Linked DNA regions of Ovis aries: region 2 is linked to region 1. The links are chromatin contacts, called in public Hi-C maps. All regions are on one chromosome and are shown on one strand. Each heading gives the region's core, a stretch centred on a gene start, on an enhancer-like site or on the middle of the called end of the contact. The rest is flanking DNA. Distances are from core to core; before and after follow the strand shown.

What was found. A called contact is a pair of places that touch in the nucleus more often than the background predicts.
Region 2: a Hi-C map of liver shows a contact between it and region 1, with 5 times the contacts expected there. The contact joins the enhancer-like site here to the promoter of LOC101115931 in region 1. A contact is called at or near these places in 8 of 16 Hi-C or Micro-C datasets (blood, hypothalamus, liver and 3 more).

The regions. Positions count from the first base shown.
Region 1 is chr24:2,352,439-2,358,580 of ARS-UI_Ramb_v3.0, reverse strand. LOC101115931 (ATP-binding cassette sub-family A member 17) reads right to left here and starts at 2,733. Exons shown (of 30, transcript XM_027961952.3): 1 at 1-2,733. ABCA3 (ATP binding cassette subfamily A member 3) reads left to right here and starts at 3,435. Exons shown (of 34, transcript XM_060406305.1): 1 at 3,435-3,599.
Region 2 is chr24:2,509,060-2,514,769 of ARS-UI_Ramb_v3.0, reverse strand. TBC1D24 (TBC1 domain family member 24) reads right to left here. Exons shown (of 8, transcript XM_060406176.1): 2 at 4,085-5,156; 3 at 2,895-3,053; 4 at 1,692-1,755; 5 at 659-754; 6 at 197-419. The coding sequence starts at 5,049. Among named protein-coding and RNA genes, the nearest start is that of ATP6V0C, 13 kb to the left of the region's middle. Within about 2 kb of position 2,114, at least 6 of the 54 cell types and tissues checked have an H3K27ac peak or open chromatin away from gene starts, as enhancers often do. A contact at or near this core is called in liver and muscle, where this site is marked.

The sequences.
Region 1 (6,142 bases), core at 1,484-3,983:
GATATTACTTTGCCAACAAAGGTCCATCTAGTCAAGGTTATGGTTTTTCCAGTGGTCATGTATGGATGTGAGAGTTGGACTATAAAGCAAGCTGAGTGCCGAAGAATTGATGCTTTTGAACTGTGGTGTTGGAGAAGACTCTTGAGAGTCCCTTGGACTGCAAGGAGATCCAACCAGTCGATCCTAAAGGAGATCAGTCCTGGGTGTTCTTTGGAAGGACTGATGTTGAAGCTGCACTCCAGTACTTTGGCCACCTGATGCAAAGAGCTGACTCATTTGAGAAGACCCTGATGCTGGGAAAGAGTGAGGGCAGGAGGAGAAGGGGATGACAGAGGATGAGACAGTTGGATGGCATCACTGACTCAATGGACATGCGTTTGGGTGGATTCCGGGTGTTTGTGATGGACAGGGAGGCCTGAACCAAATTGAACTGAACTACTGTATAAAAAGACACATATGTAAGCATATGTAGATACATAGATACTATTTGTGCCCCTCAAATGAAATAGAGCTACAATACTGCTTTCATTTTAAAAATGTATACAGTATATATACATATATTACTATATATGTCCTGCGTGTATGCTCAGTCACACAGTCCTGTCCGACTCTTTGCAACTCTGTGAACTATAGCCTGTCAGACTCCTCTGTCCATGGGATTTTCCAGGCGAGAATACTGAAGTGGGTTGCCATTTCTTCCTCCAGGCGATCTTCCCGACTCAGGGATCAAATTTGCATCTCTGTGTCTCCTGCACTGGCAGGCAAATTATTTCCCACTGAGCCACCTGGGAAGCCCCACTATATGTCAGCCAGCTATTATGATGACTAGGCTTACTGATGCTTGTAAAGCCACAAGATTTGATTATGAGTGTCACTATCCACTTTAGCATTTTCCATCAATCTTGAGCAATGTCTGAGCCATACGAACCCAAAGAAGTTTATCATATAACTTTTAGGCATATATCCATGGTATATGAATGTGACTAATTCACATACCAGAGTGTATTAAAGAGCTCAAGAACCTGAACACCTGGGTTCTGGTCTCAGCTCTATTATGTACTTTGATGACCATTATATGGATCTCCCAATGGACAAAGACTAGATGGAGCATTTAGGTTAGCCTTGCTTTTTTAGCGGGCCTTCCGCAGAAGGCTGGTGGAATTTTCAGTGATTGGGGGATGTGTGTGTGTGTGTGTGTGTGTGTGTGTGTGCACACACATGCATGTTTAGTTGTGTCCAACTCTGTGACCCCATGGACTGTAGCCCTCCAGGCTCCACTGTACCTGGAAGTTTCCAGGCAAGAATACTGGAGTGGTTGCCAATATTTCCTCCTCTGGGGGATCTTCCCAACCCAGGAATTGAGTCCCAGTCTCCTGGGTCTCCCGCATTAGCAGATGGATTCTTTACCACTAGCGCCACCTGGGAAGCCCTTAGTGATGGTTGAAGTGAGTCAAGAGTCCATTTGGCAGCTGCTTGCAAACTGGGAGTCCAGAGCCTGGAATCTTTACATGTGACAATATGCCTTTGCCAGTGACCTTCACACCCTCCCAGTTCATGATTATGAAAATTGATAATAATTACAATAGCAGGCACCCTAACATGATTAAGAACAAAGATATAGAACTCTCTGCAGTTTTCTGCCTTGATCCACAAGATCATTCTTCTTGTAGCCCCAACCATAAAAGGGAAATTCTGAGTCAGCCAGTTCTGTTTCTGGACTTGGTTATGCAAAACTGTGATCAGGTTTAGAAAGGGGTTGAAAAAACTCATGGAGTAACCAACTTAAGTTAGAAATGGGAAGAATTGGTTCTTGAAATAAAAAAAAGATTAAGGAAGAGAAGCAGGGTGAAGAGAAGGACTAGTCATCCAGGTTCACAGAGCTTTTCCCCATACTTTCATTGTGAGGGAAGGGGCCCAGTATACAAGGAAAGATGGGAGAGACAATTTTTAAGATGTTTGTGACATTAATAATCCACTCATTCAGTAATTGCGTTCAATTTTTTTTTGAATACTCATTACAGAGACCAGTATAGATTAAATCTCTAGTTATATTCTGCTTGCAGATCCCAGGGCATTGCAATCAGCACTTATGGTTTTTCCCATTTCATTTTGAAATACTAAATACCTTTGAGTTTGGTATTATCATTTTAATTGCAGGAATAGGAAATTGAGGTTCACGAACTTTAAATGCCAGGCCTGCACTAGTTAGGGAATCCGGGCAAGATCTGAAGCCAGGTCGTTGTGGCTTTTTCATTCAATAAATATTTATCAAATGCCTCCTCTGTGCCGGGACCCTAGGATGTCGCCATGAACTATAAACAACGTCCCTCTTGGAGCCCACCTTCTGGTGAGAGAGACAGAAGAACGGCAAACAAGTAAATAACACCATTTCAGAGAGTGAAATAAGTTCCGAAGTAAAGACGCGGGGCTCTGTGATGCTCCATCGCTAATCCATTAAGAGTCTGGGGGCAGAAGTAAGCTCCCGCCACGGGTCATTACTTTACGGTTCAGAGGGTCGTGTCCGCATCCCAGGGACGCACTCGGAGTAGGCAGGAGCCCGGCTGGTCAGCAGGCGGCGTCCGGGCTCAGCGACCTCCGCCAAGAGCCGCCCGAGGCCCAGCCAAGGGCAGCCAGGCAGCCTGCGGCAGGCGGACGTTGGGCCGCGGGAGGATCCTCGGAATCGACGCGCCGCTGGCCGCGCTCACGACTCGGGCAGTCAGGAGCCGAGTAGCCAGCCCCCGGCGACTGTTGGCCCCGCGCCGTCCCCTCCTCGAGCCCCTCCGCCCCCAGTGACCCCGGCCGGGCCTCGGGACCCTCCCGTCCAAGGTGACCCCTAACCCATCCTCACGACTCTCTCGGCTTCCCTCCTGAGGTGACCCTGGCTCTGACTCTCGACCCTCCTGCCTGAGGTGACCCTCGAGGCCTCGCTACCCCATTAATTGACCCTGGCACTAACGCCACACCCGGGAAGTCTGGGCCGTCCTACCGACCCCACGGCCGTTTTCTAGAAATTTCCACGCCCTCCATGTTCCCCAGGGCCTCGTTTGCCTAGCCGTCTCCTCGCCAGGCCCATGGTGGCAAAGCACCCTTCTAGCGTCGGGAGAAGAGGCCCAGAGCTCAACGAAAGACCGTGCTGGAGAAGAAATGGAGGATGGCCAGGAAAGCCAGAAGTCGGGCAACGACTACTTCAGCTGCCTGGAAATCATGTGGACCACGCGGTTCTCCTCACGGGTGGACCCCGCACCCAGGCTCCCGCGTCGCGCGCCCCCTGCCGACCGTGTCGCGGACGCGCGGAACACTGCGCAGGCGCGAACTGAGCGGGGCCTGGGCGGGTCGGGGCGGGGCTTCCCCGGGGCGGGTCCGACACCCGCAGGGGCGACCTGCTGCGCATGCGCGAGCCGGCCGGCGCGCCCCCTGCAGGACCCGGGGCGACCAGGTCCTCAGCCCGACGCTGGTCGCAGGCGCCCCCTCCCCGCCGCGGCGGCCCGGCAGCTGTCAGCAGCGATCGCCGCCGCGAGGCAAGAGCGGAGCCGGGAGCCGAGGGAGGGGACCCCGCGAGAGGGTAGCGCTGGCCGCCGTCGCCCAGGCGCTGAGGGTCGGTGAGTGCAGCCAGGACCCGCATCTCGCGCGAGCTGGCTCGCAGGGCTCTTGGCTTGGGGGCCACTTCCCCGCCCGGGACGCCCTTCGTCCCCCCGGCCGTCCCCGTCCCGGTCCGGGCACCCGGCCGCTCCTGCGAGCCCGCCGCGCCCCTGCCCTGCCACCGGCCTCCGGCGCCGGGCCAGCAGGTGCATCTCCCGGCAATGCCAGGCCGCCCTGACTCAGGCTGCCCCTCGGCGAGAGCTCTGGGCGTGTCCCCATCCCCGCAGGCAGCTGCCCAAAGCCGCTCCCCTAGGAGAAACTTAACCTTCCCGGAACTAGAACCTCTGCGGAATCCATTGTGCCGAGCCAAGGAGGGTGGACAGACGTTTCATACCTTAAGAACCGCTGGCCTTTACCCGGCAGACAGTTTGAGCACTTGCTGCGAAAGCCATGCAGCATCCCTGGCCGGGGAGCCGAGGCAGGGCCGCCAAGGATGCTGCTGCCTCATCTCTCGGTGCAGAGATTCCCAGTGTGGGTGGGAATGCATTCTCGTATCGGAGTCCGCCCTGCTCTCCAACCCTCCTTCTCATGAGCCTCGGGGTGGGGGTCCAGTGGTCCACTGTTAGTGGTGGGAGTTGTGTGGGGAACCGAAGGAAGAGGACCTCCTGGTCTAGGTGGAAGGGCCTTCAACAGCCTTGGTGCCCATGATCAGTCTGTATTTGGCATGAATTTGTGTTTACCGCACAGAGTCGGACGCGACTGAAGTGACTTAGCAGCAGCAGCAGGTATCCTCTCTTGCCTGAAGTAGACTGTAAGCTTCATGAGGGCAGGGGCCGTCTCCTAAAAGAAGGCTTAGGTTGCAAGCCTGGTGCATATTTGTCCCTTGAATGAATGCCCCTCCCCACTTCCTGGGACTTTGCCTGATTAAAGACAGTTACCTGCTAGGGTTATTTCTGTTTGCTTGCCTCTCTGCCTCCTGAGCTGTGAGCTCCCTGAAGGCACAGAATGGCTCTTGTTGGGGCTTTCGCTCCTAGCACATAGCCAGCAGTTTGGCACATGTCAGGCACTCCAGGAATGCTTGTTGAAAGAGTGGATGAGACCTTGGAGCAGTGTGGAGACCCAGGCAGGCGAGGTGCAGGTGGAAGAGTTAGGCTCTTTTTCGCCTGAGCACATGCATCACTTGATTCAAAACACTTTGGTGCTGCTTTTTTTAAGATTAAGAATGTTTTCCTTCAAAAAGTTAAGGTCGTTGGAAAAGTAAAAGAAAGGGAAAACAGGTAAAAACTGATGCCATGGGAATCCGCTCCACCTAACTTTTCAGGGTGTTGTTTTTATTTAATTGAACAGTTGCTTACTACGTTCAACAAACAGGATGACATCATCCCTTCGCTAAGGTTATCGATCACTATTCTGATGAAACAGCATTTTGGAACAAGACAGGGAGTTCACATTGTTTTATTTTTTTAAGTCACTAGCTTTACACAGTGTATATGCCAGGAAGTCTCATGGGAACCTGTTTTCAGTTAGTCTCAACTGGGAAGGCCCAGGTAAGACTCCCTAATTGGCAGTTTCTTCTCCAGCCCTTCTTCCTGAAATAACAGTAGACTCCTCTGCTCTTGAGGCTTTTGGGGGTGTGGGGGGAGCAGAGCAGTCTAGAACTCTGGGGAGGGAGATAGGCAAGACACTGTGCACGACTGGGGACCTTGGGATAGAGCTAAAGAAATTAGTTATTCCCAAGTAACTGACCTCAGACAGAATGAGATAAGTGCCACACAGGACATCCAGAAAAGCTGCTGCAAGTGTGCAGAGGTGAAGGGATGGCTTTTGACAAGAACAGAAGGTCTCAACCCTGGCTGCAGGTTAGAATCGCCCAGGAAAGAGTCCCAGGCCCAAACCACAGCCCAGAATCTCCAGGGGTGGGCCTCAGGTATTAGTTTCTATCTTAAAGCACTCCAGAAAATTCCATCATGCAGCCAAGATGAACCCCCAAACCAGTCAGGGTTGTCGGTGGTGGCTGCATGAAGGGGCGAGGACTAGTCTGGGAAATAATAGGAAGGATTTCGGAAAGCAGAGGCTGGAATAGTGGATGATACTCCAAGCCGACAAAAATCACAGAAGGCCTATGTCCCAGCCCCAGGAAAGCATTAGGCGATGTCCGTCCCTGTCCTGGGAGACTTGGGCAGTGCCTGTCCCCCTGCCTCGCTGAGTCGTCCGCCACATTTGGAGAGATCTGGAGTCAATGGGCAGAGAGGCACTGTTGCAGGAGCTAATGAGCTTGCTGCCTTGCTTGTTACAGAAAATCCATGGTTACCTCTCTCTGGGGATGCTCAGTTGCCTCGTTACCTCGTTTCCTGCACCTCCAGAGGCAGAAGGCTAGTGGGATGGCAAAGCGGACCGAGGCTGCAGCCAAGGTTAAGAGAGTAGGCGATGGCACAGACTTTGTGGAACTCTCCCCTTGTAGCCTCCTCTGGGCCACACCTTTGGTTTAAAAATATACCCCATCACCTGTTGCTGGGAGCTTCAGTGCAAACTCAGAGCCATGTGGTTCTGAGGAGCCCACCAC
Region 2 (5,710 bases), core at 865-3,364, 160 kb before region 1:
CCCCACGCTCCCCACATGCCTGCTCCACCCCCCACAATCTGCTGCTTTCTTCCTGCCACTGTGGGGGCTCTGTCTGTCCTTCAGGTGAGGCACCTACCACCTGGGGCAACCAGGACTGGCCCGGGGCTTCGGCACCTATGACCCTGTATCCTCCTCCCAGCTAAGTGACCGCGGACAGGCAGGAGCCGGTGCCCACCTATGATGAGGCAGTCGCTGCCCCCTGCCATGAACAGGGACTCCGTCTTGGAGGGCAGGTTGAAGTGCCGAGTAGCCAGGAACGGCGAGAGACGGTCAGCGGGCTCAGAGGACACAGAGTGGCTGGGGGAGGGTGGAACGGTGGCGGACTCCAGGGACGCGGGCTTGGTCAGCTCTGGGTGTTTGATGACCACCCACTCGTAGCGCTGGACCTCGGGCTGCAGCTGAGGACAAAGGCCGGTGTGAGGACTTGACTCACGGCACCCGCTCTCCCCCAGGGCTCATCGTCCGTGCCCAGCACGAGGACCCGAGCCGGGGCGGGAGCCGGCGCACACTGTGCCACAGAGGGCTGCCTGCTCTCGGAGCTCGCCTCTAAGGGTCACACCCAGCAGGTGACGGAAGGTGTGTCTGGAAGTAAGCAGGGTCACGTGAGGGGGTGACCTCCCGCAGGGGGCCCACTCACCCTAAACACGAAGCACTCTCCGGTCCCGAAGAAGCCCAGCTTGCCCCCAAACTTGTTTCTCTCACTCCAGTCTGTTGACAGGTAGGCGCCACACACCTGGGGAGGAAGGCCCAGGGGGAGGCTGCACCTGGCGCGCCCACGGGAGCCCCCCAGCGCTCAGGGCAGCTGAGAGCTGAGGCTCAGCCACAGCCCCACACCCTGACCACTGGAGGGCCAGGGCTGAATGGGGCACGGGAAGGTCAGAGTGTGTTAGGGGCGCCTGGCAGGGCTCAGGTATGGAGGCTGCCTTGCCCGCTGATGGCTCCTGGGATATTTCCATTTCCCACCTGGGCCCAGAAGCCTGGAGACAAGCCCGTGTCCACACTCTGACTATGGGCATCAGCCCCGGGAGGCCCCTCAGATGAAAGCTTCCAGGAGGCACCTGCTCAAGAAACACTTCCCAGGCCTCCTATCAGCCAGCAAAGTGCTTTATTTCACCATTAGAGTCACCCCTCCGAGTGGTGACGGAGGTGTCTGACACTCGGGCCACCTGCTGTCACAGACTCCCGGGCTCCTCCTGGGAGCCGGACGCAGGGTCTGAGGCTGAGGAGACAGTCCTGCAGGTGCAGCTGGGCGTCTGGGAGCCACCACCGCACGCAGACGCGCCAGGACGGAGGCGCTCACTTTTCTAGACACCCTTAGTATGTTCCAGACGACAGCCACTGCAGAGAACAAGGCTCTGAGAACTACCTGCTGGGGTGGAGGAGGGGAAGGCGCCGGCAGACTGCTGCAGGAGGGCGTGGGCCTTGCTCACCTGGCATTTCTGCAAAGCTCCTCTAGACTGCCGGGCCAGTCAGGCTGGGGGTCTGGACCCCCGGGGAAATAGGGAGGCCCTGGGAACTTGGGGGGTCATGTGAGGAGGCTAGATTTACCTCTCTGTAGAGGGCAAGCCCTGCTCTGTACCCCTAAGCCCAGGAAACCTGGGTGGGGGCTATGAGGGAACACCCACCCTCCCCAAAGTCCAGGGGCCAGGGTCACCCTGGCTGGTCCTTACCTCCTTCTGCGTAGTTTTGATCAGCAGGACAGTGGGCTCTCGTCCTTCGCACTGGAAGTAGAACCTGGGGGCAGAGAATCCCCTTGCCAGTCTGACAGCAGTGCCCGCCTCTGCCCCCCTCCCTGGCTGCCTCCCTCAAGCCGCTGCTGACCCTGGCTGCCCAGGGCGGACGGACCTGACACTTGCCCGTCCTCCTCTCCCAGGAACCAGGCACACGGCTTAGATGGCAACACCTAGGCTTGGGCGCTTCTGCCAACAGGGAGCCCCAGCCAGGAGGCCGCAGGCCAAGCGGTCAGAGCCCTGGACATTCTGCCCTGATATGCCCGGAGGAGAAGCGGCAGGGCAGACGGCCTCTAGCACATAGCCACCCGCCAAGTGCTTTGGGGAAGCCAGAACCAGAGGAACAGGTCTGTGCTCCGGGAAAGCTCAGAGCGTTCTCGGGCGCTGGCAGCACCAGGGAGCCAGGAGGAGGCCTGAGGCCACTGCTGTGCCGGCGCAAGTGTCCAGGGTTTGGCTAGCGTCCCTCTGTGGGCCTCCCACACCACAGAGGGGTTGCTAGCTATGCCAGAATGTGCAGGTGGCACTCTACGGTGCCCGTCATATGGGCTGGGCCCCTCTGTCTGCACTGCCCTTGACCCAAGGCAGAGCAAAAGTCAGAAGCCACCTGAGGCTCTCAGGGCCGCACCTGGCAGAGCACCCCAGAGAGACGGGGTGCCTCGGGAGAAGCCTGCCAGAATCCCCTGGACACTGGCCAGGGCCCAGCATAGCCCACAGGGCCAAGACGGACCTGGTATGGACTGGTGACACGGGGGCGGAAGAGCAGTCCCCAAGGCCGGCCGCCTCGAGCCGTCCTGACGTTCTGTAAGCTCGGGGCGGGGAGTCTGCTCCTGACCGCCACGCCTGAGTGAGGCCGTGGAGCCCTGCGTGTGCCACAGAGGCTCTAACCCTGACTGCTGCAACAGGGGTGGCCCTGGAGTGAGCGATGCTCAGAAAAGGAGCTCCCAAGTCTAGGCCCCAGGAAGAGGCAGGGCCTTGCCCAGGTGCCTGCGTCCGCAGGCCTGGGTCCAGCCCGACCGGGACCTTCAGGATGTGAGGGCAGGTTGAGGAGCTGGGCAACCCCACGCCTCCTGCTCCGCCTGGCCCTAGGAGTCCAGACCTCGGCAGCTAGAGGGGGCGGGCCCAGGCCCTCCTCCAGGGCGCTACCTGGCCAGGCTGTACCCATGCTGTAGCGAGGAGAAGAGCAGCAGGGGCTGGCAGAGGGCGAACCGCTCGGGGACCCAAGACCAGATGTCTCTCATCTCCTTCACACCGACGATCTCCGAGTGGAAGCTGTCCGCATGAACGGCCAGGTGCACGAACTGCCTGCGGGAGTGAGCAGAGGTCAGAGCAGAGCTGCAGCCCCAGCCCCGGCCATGCACCCCGACCCCTCCCGGGAGGGGAGAGCCTCTCATGGGAGCTCAGCCTGGAGGGAGCTTCTTACCTGTGGAGCCAGGTCAGAGCCTGGTCCTAGGGGCCCTCAGGAGGGCACGGGGTAGAACGGCCCTGGAGTCCTGCTCCCACCCTGCTACCGAGGGGAGAGCACCCAGCCTGGGGGCGGGAACGGAAGCCCCCTTTCTCTAAGAAACGGGGACAGAGAGAGTCAGCTCTGGCAAGACAATGCTTCCAGGCCAGCCAAGCACCGACAGCAGACAGACAGACAGACGGGCCTGAACATCAGCCAGGCTCTGGGGCAGCACTGCTGAAGCCAGCCCTGAGAGCCAGAGCAAGTAGCCGGGCCGGAAGACAGAGAGAAGCCAGGTGTGGAGACACAGTTTCCAGACCTACCTTTTAGAAAGTGAAACACTGAGAAACAGGAGGAAGCAACGGACACGGAGAAGAGGCAGAAAAATAAAACAGACAAGGAGACGTTAGTGGCAAGTACTAACACCCAGGACACGCCTGCCTTTGGCCCACAAGAAAGGTTTCCACACCTACAGCCAGGGCACAGCAGTGGCCACTGACATCTCAGGACACACGGGCCCTCCCCAGGCTGGCTTCCCAGGTGGCTGTGCTCGGGACAGGGGCCCACCAGCACGGGAGCCCAGAGCTGAGGGGCAGGCAGCAAGAGTGGCTCCAGAGTAACCCAGCGAGGCCAGCCTGGCTCCCTCCTGGGCCCACGGGCACCACCGTCAGCTCCAGCCTCCGTCTTGGCCACAGGCCCTGCACCCACAGCTGCCCTGGCCACCTGCAGCTGTGCCAGGCAGGCCCTGTCTCCTGGCCGCTGGTTTTCTGTATGCGCACGGAGGGCTTACTGGCCAGCCGGCCGGACGAGCTCAGGCCCCAAGCCCCCAGGGTGCTTCCTCACAGGCCCCACCCCATGTGGGCCCCAGAGGTGGCCCCAGTGGCCTGCCTACCTCTTCTGCTTGACGGTGATGCCCTTCTGCTTCAGAGCTTTTTCATTGGCCATTTGCAGGAGCTGAATCTCCTTCCGAGAGAAGAGGCGGATGGCAAACGCCTTCTCCAGCAGTTTCTCGGGAGATACAGTCTTGGCGATGTCCCTGACGAAGGCACGTATGTCCTGCTTCACGTTGTCCGACTCGAGCGGCTGCCCAGCCCTCACTTTGTGGAAGAACTTGAGGATGGCCAGTGCCACGCGGTACAGCACCTTGTAACCCTCCACCAGGAAGACGTCGAAGACACGGGCGAAGTAGCTGAGGGGCAGCTCCCCGAAGAGCCAGCGCTGCCAGTCCGCGTACACCTGCAGGACGTCCTCCGACACGGCCACCATTAGCTTGTGGGCCGCCTGGCAGTACTTGTTCACCAGGTCCCCAAACGTCATGCAGGAAGACTCGAAGGCTAGGAAGCTCTGGTCTACCAGCTTCCTGCTGGGGTCATTGCAGGCCAGGATGCGGCAGGCCTTCTCAAAACACTCGGCCTCATCGGCGCTGTAGTGCAACAGCAGGGCCACGACGGCCGGCAGCGCGGGGCAGAAGGACACGTCGGGGAACTGGTTGCTGATGCACAGCAGGATCTTGCGCACAGCACCCTCGCCCTTTGAGTTCAGGCAGTAGCTCGGCACCTGCGTGTTGTCCACAAACTCGGGCAGGGGCAGGCTGGTGCTGCTGTGCTTGCCCACGATCTTGCCGACGATGTCTCTGTACACGCTGGCATCAGGGGTGACTGTGCGGCAGGGGATGTCCCGGATCAGACGCTGGTACACCTGCCCCCGCAGGGCGTAGCTGCGGGCCCAGTAGCCCTGGCGTGCCAGCTGCTTCAGCTCCTGCAGCTCTGTGCAACTCAGCTCTTTGGGCCCCAGGTCTGGGATGGCTGAGTCCATCTTGTCTCTGTCCACAAAGCAGTTGTAGGCTGGGGGGTGCATCGTGCAGGGAGCGCCCAGGATCGGGGGGCAGGAGGGGTCAAAGGGCAGCTACATCCACCGGCACCCTCTCCGAGGCTTCTTGGCTAACCTCTCTGCCATCTCATGCCCTACAGGATTAAAAACCATGCATAATAACGCACGTGGCATGAAGGTTTACATTTTAAAAAAGAGTCTGTTTTAATCTTTCTACAAAGTTATCAGTAGGGCTTCCCTTTAAGATAAGTGGATATTCTTGAGAATTCACTATGAATTCTGGAGCATAACTTCTTTTCATAGGGCTTCTGCAGGTACTGGGAAAGGTCACACAGGCTCTAGGTCATGAGAAAAGGCTTTGAGAGGCTGACTCAGCTGTAAACACTTCTTTGCTCAGGGGTGGTGGCCCGCCTGGCCCTCACTCTTCCCTTTGCAGCCTGGGGGCCTCTGAAAGGAGCCGCTGGTCTGGAAGACCCCAGGAGGTCACCAGATGCTGCGTTCCAGCTCGCACAGGCTCACAGCCTCTGCCCAGCCGTGTGTCATGAGTAGGACACACACCTACTCTGCCCCACGGTCGCTGGCCTGGAACCTGGATACCGGCTCTTAACTTTCTAAAAATAGCAGCTAAGCTGCAGGCAGGCATTCCACAGAAGAGTCACTGGTGAGAAGACGACATGAGGGTGGAGAA